Regions from separate parts of the Arabidopsis thaliana genome. Here region 1 is linked to region 2. A link is a contact called in public capture Hi-C data. All regions are on one chromosome and are shown on one strand. Each heading gives the region's core, a stretch centred on a gene start, on an enhancer-like site or on the middle of the called end of the contact. The rest is flanking DNA. Distances are from core to core; before and after follow the strand shown. Region 1 holds the start of VCL1 (vacuoleless1 (VCL1)). Region 2 holds the start of AT2G37820 (Cysteine/Histidine-rich C1 domain family protein).

Region 1 (2,700 bases), core at 137-2,636, 67 kb before region 2:
ATATTTGATCATATAGCCTTGTTTTGATTTTTGTTGTGTGTTTTTGAAATCTAAGAGATTGAACTGTGTTAAGCTTGCTGAGATTGGGGAATCAAAACTGGATTTTGTTTCATTCTGTTAGCCTTTTTGGTGGAAAAATGTTTTGTGGTTTCTCTGGTCTATACATTTGAATGTTTATCTCTTGTTCATCATGTTTTTGTGTGGCAAAACTTGCCTTTGTTTCACAGATGAGTTACGAATGGCTGTGAAAGAGGTTATATGCAATGACCCCAAGGAAAGGGAGAAGTACAAAGAAGCTTTAGTGGCTATCACTGTGGATGAGTCTCTGAAACGGTGAGTCATAACTCATAAGAATTCATTCACACTCATTACCACTTTTCAGCTAAATGGCATTGTTTTTCCTTATCACGTTAAGCATTTTTCTTCAGCTTTTGCCAGCGGATTGGAAGACACGATTTCTGGGGAGGAGAGTCCGAGCTGCTAGTGAGTTTCCTGCATTTAAAACTGCCATCATAGAGAAATGATCTAATGTCAGTGTTTTGCTTCAACAGGTTCTCTCCAAGCTATGTAAACAGCCTATCATCGTCTACATACCTGAGCACGAGGTAAACGCCCTTTGAATTTGAGTCTTATGTAAGCAAGACTAGGTGTTTCTTTTGTTCTAGTAACTGTATTCAGAACTTGAGTTATTTGGTATTGTTTATCTAGCATGGAAGAGGAGGAGGGTATGGGCCGGGTTTTATACCGATTCAAGAGTATGGAAGTGAATTTCGAGGAGGCTGGGGAAAGGGGAAGACAAACAAGAATGTTGTTAGGCTTCTTTACAGTGGTAGAAACCACTATGATTTGCTTCGTTGACCAAATTTTTTTTTTTTGCCTCTGCCGTTGACATTTATTGATATGGTCAGAGAAATTGAAATTTTTTACCCATTAGTGTATGTGTATCACATAAGGAGTGCTTTGGGAGACAAAGTTACTGAAAGTTCTGTCAATGACCTTAAACTCTAAGATGGATTTATTAACATTGTTGGACAGCTATGAAGGTTTTACCTTAACTTTAAGGTTTTGGCCAAATCAAAAGGCAAAGTTCGGTATTTATATGGTTAATCCGACAATGTGTAATAATTGTTTGTTCTCAACACAATGTGTATTATCTTCTTCGAATTTTTGTTTGTTTCATTATGAAATTTGATTTTTTTTGAAACATCCACACATTATTTTTTTGAAAAAAATAACCCATAGTTTAAAAAAAAATAATTATACATGTATCATTAAAATAATTGTTCCAAATTAATGTAAAATCCATAAAATATGGTATTTATCAAAAAGAATAAAAAAGTATATTTTCTGAAAAAGGTAATTAATTTGAAGAAAATAGGATCGTGGCTTGCTTGATGTTTCGTCTTCGCTCCGATCTCCAAACTCCTTCGTCCGGTCGATAAATTCGTACCTTGCTCGATTCTCCTCTTTGACCAAACGTAAGTTTTCTTATTGATCGATGTTTATCAAATATTACTCCTTTAACGACGTTCTCAAAATCGATTAAAGTAATGAGATTGATGAACTTTGATTGCTCCAGTTTCATTGTAGAGCCTTTACCTAGATTAGTCTTCATATAAATTGTGTAGTTATAGATTGGGAATTGAAAAAATTCAGCTTAGTTTCGAGTTTGATCGCAGCTAACGTAATTTCTAGGGTCAAATTTGCGATTTTTAGATGATTTTTTAAGTGTGATTTTGTGTCCATCAGCTTAAAAGAGTTCTCTTTTAGCAATTCATTGCTACTTTCTAGCCATGGATGATGTTTTGGGGGCTTATTACTCCTTTAGATATGTGTTTCTTTGTTTTCATAACCAAATCAATGATCCTGGCTCTTTTGATTATTCTGCAGGTCCTGACGAAATAAGATGGCAAACGTGTCTGTTGCTGCGGAATGGCAGCTTCTCTATGATCGATATTATAGGAAGCCTGAGATATACCAAATGAAATGGAAACATGTAGATTTGAGTCGTAACAAGGTGGCGTGTGCTTCGTTTGGTGGGCCAATTGCAGTTATTCGAGATGACTCGAAGATTGTCCAACTATATGCTGAATCTGCTCTAAGAAAGCTCCGCATCTTTAACTCAGCAGGTATACTTCTCTCTGAGACGGTTTGGAAGCATCCCGGGGGACGTCTGATCGGAATGTCCTGGTCAGATGATCAGACACTAATTTGCATTGTCCAAGATGGAACCATTTATCGTTACAACATCCACGCTGAGCTCATTGAGCCCAATATGTCTATGGGCCAGGAGTGCTTTGAGCAGAATGTGGTGGAGTGTGTCTTCTGGGGAAATGGTGTTGTCTGCTTGACAGAAGGAGGGCAGTTGATCTGTATTTTCGATTTCAAGACAATGAAGCCTTCTAAGTTGCCTGATGTGCCGGGGTTAGCAGAAGATGATCTGCTTCAGCCAATCTGCTTGACTGTGAGGGAACCTAAGTACACGATGTCTGGGATTGCTGAGGTGTTGGTAGCAGTTGGCGATGATATTTTTGTTGTGGAGGAGGACATGGTTCAAACTATTAGGTTTGATGAGCCTAGTGTTGATGACTCTGAGATGCAGAATGATGATTCTGGGAATTTGATTGGAGTGGTCCAGAAGATGATTGTATCACCTAATGGAAAATTTCTAACACTCTTCACTCATGATGGCCGGATTGT
Region 2 (2,700 bases), core at 14-2,513:
GAATTTGCATTTGCTAATAGTTCCATCCACGATGGTTTTATGTTCCAGGAAAAAAAAAAATAGTTGAAAGAATTTGTTTCTTACATTTTCGTCAAAAAAATATTGATCAGATCTGATATCTCTGTATACCACTGATATGTCATCACACAATTTTTAGAAAACCAAATTTACCACTAATATTGATTATTACCAAACTCACCATTGTAATTAGTGTTTTTTTTCGGGTATGGATTCACCAAATAACTCTTGCAAGTTGTAACTATACTTTAGCGCCGAAATTAGAAGAAAGAAAACAAAAGTCACGACATGAGATTTGTAATGGGAAACCCAAATATTGCACTAGAGACAACTCCCATTGTTAGCTTCGATGCAATCGTAAACATTCTCCAGCCCTTACTCGGAGTCGAGTTTTGACTCGCCCCAGCCATTGGTACCTGACCCGGATTCATATTATACCCGTTCATGTAATTGAAATTATTGTAATTATAGGGATGATAATTAAAATAAGGTTGTTGTTGACCCATCGGCCCATACGCATACGGGTAACCAAAATGTGGTTGTTGCCACTGCGTGGGCGGTGACGGTTGTCCACCTTGTTGCTTGAGTCCTCTGCTCTTAGTACCAGACGCATCGGTCTGGTCAGAAGGTGACGTGTTACACACGGCTAGGATACACTCCATATGGATATCGAATCTACATAACTCACACCTATACCTCCAAGATTGGCACGGGCCGTGACAAACCATACACGTGCTAGCTCCCGAGGGGCGAAACTCTAAGTGATGGGCAGGGTGAAGGACATGCCTCACGTGTTGAGGCAGCTGCGTGCAGAGAGGATGCACGTCAAACTCACATATCTTGCATCTGTAGAACAACCCTTCTACCGACTCGTCGCATATGTCACACGCGCGGTCGTTTTGGCGTGTGGACTGTTGTTTTCGAACGACGAGGCTGAGCTCATGCTGGGGATGAATGAAAGTTGGAAGGGTAAGGGGACATGTGGCACAATACTCATGGAGATCATAGTTGCATGGTTCGCATCGATATGTCTTGCCTGAGCCGTAGGTTTTGCAGCCGTCGCAGATGAAATCACCAATGCTGTTAAACTCTGTCAATGGATGAATATGCGTGAAATGCTGAACGGTGTGCCGTTTTAGTGTCCTTGGAGCCATCTTTACCGTTCTTGATTCAGAGAGAGAGACAGAGAGTTGTGTTTGGTGTTGGAAATATAATGACAAAAAGAAAGTATAGTGACATTTCTTCCGAATATCAGAATGAGAGTTGTATATATGATTACTCTTCTGATTTGTGACAGAGTGTCACACCGTTATTAGTTGACTTTCGACGAGTTGACTGACTTAAGAGGTGGGAAAGTCTCTATCCTTATTATATTTAATGTTCATTTTTAATCATTCAATATAGATATGTACTAATGTTTTAATATTTAAATTTATGTAGAATTGGTTTTACCGGTTTTTAATTGTTAGTTGAGTTACACTTGACCACTTTTTTATTTTTTATTTACATATTCTTATCTTATCTATATGGTTTATTCTAAATCTAAAAATACTAATAACAAACGAAAGTACATTTTGATCAAGGTTATAAAGACAACTATTATTCTTTTAACATTTGTTTCTATAACTAGTTTTAGACTGAAAATATATTATATTTACAAACATGTCAAGCATGATAATGCTTTGATTGAAGTTTGGCTAATTGGATATTACAACGACAACATGGTTGAATATAAAATGCTGTCTGGAATAATATACGATATCACGATTCTCCGTCATAATTGCTTGGAATAGTTCTAATCTTTTTTTAGGCGCCGCAAGTTCCCAAAGAAAAATAAAAAAACGAAGCAAATCCTATAGTTTATACAGTTCTTTTATTACTTTTTTGACTTCATACATTTTGTTTCAATGAATGATGATCATATGGATTCTCCTTACATTTCTACTCAAAATCAAAGTGGAACTTTTTACTATGGATTCTACTACATATCACTAGTTTACTTTCTTATAAAGGTTCACGTTATTACACTAAAATTCAACCGACATAAATGTAGTTTTACAAATTTCACAAAATAAAATAATAGTATAACGTTATACCATTTTTGTTGTAGGAAATTAGAAAGAAACGCATATTTTCTACGAAATTTTTACCATTTTTATTGTAGGAGAACGTTGCATTTCTTGTAGTTTAACTAATACTCTGCAAAAGTTATTTATTCCAGAAAAACCATGGAACTCAGTCCTTGAAGATCATTTCAAAAAAAGAGAGAGAAACAGTGGCTCAAAAAAGAGGCCACATTATATGTAGTTAGAACAGGCTTATAGGGTACGTCGTCAGTCAACTAGCCTGATGTCAGCGAAACTGCTATACCGCGTTGTATGAGTTTCTAACGACTGAGTTAAGTTATTATTCGTCGGAGCACAAGTGACCAATAATTTATGTTTTTGTAACCACAAGTGAACAAAGTTATTATGACTTGAAATTGTCAAACAAATTTATTAATTTTGTAACCACAACTGAACGTCCATTCTTACTTGTTTGCCAAATGAAGATTGGAATGGTCAAAACAACAGTTTCTTTTTATACCACCATTCATTCTCTCAAAGCCTAACCACTCTCAACGAAAAACAAACAAACAACGAGATGTCTTCGTCGAGTGTAGAACAACAAGTAGTCCAACAT

The links. Capture Hi-C pulls out chosen DNA fragments and counts their contacts.
Region 1: a contact with region 2 is called in a capture Hi-C map of seedling, with 1.7 times the contacts expected there. The contact joins the promoter of VCL1 here to the promoter of AT2G37820 in region 2. A contact is called at or near these places in 2 of 26 Hi-C or Micro-C datasets (leaf and root) and 1 of 3 other capture datasets (seedling).

What each region holds. Positions count from the first base shown.
Region 1 is chr2:15,913,397-15,916,096 of TAIR10.1, reverse strand. VCL1 (vacuoleless1 (VCL1)) reads left to right here and starts at 1,386. Exons shown (of 16, transcript NM_129359.4): 1 at 1,386-1,478; 2 at 1,891-2,700. The coding sequence starts at 1,907. It overlaps AT2G38025 (Cysteine proteinases superfamily protein), which reads left to right. Exons shown (of 8, transcript NM_179959.4): 5 at 228-333; 6 at 429-483; 7 at 552-605; 8 at 709-1,139. The coding sequence ends at 858.
Region 2 is chr2:15,846,013-15,848,712 of TAIR10.1, reverse strand. AT2G37820 (Cysteine/Histidine-rich C1 domain family protein) reads right to left here and starts at 1,263. Exons shown (of 1, transcript NM_129338.4): 1 at 54-1,263. The coding sequence starts at 1,172. The coding sequence ends at 300. It overlaps AT2G37810 (Cysteine/Histidine-rich C1 domain family protein), which reads left to right and starts at 2,662. Exons shown (of 1, transcript NM_129337.1): 1 at 2,662-2,700. The coding sequence starts at 2,662.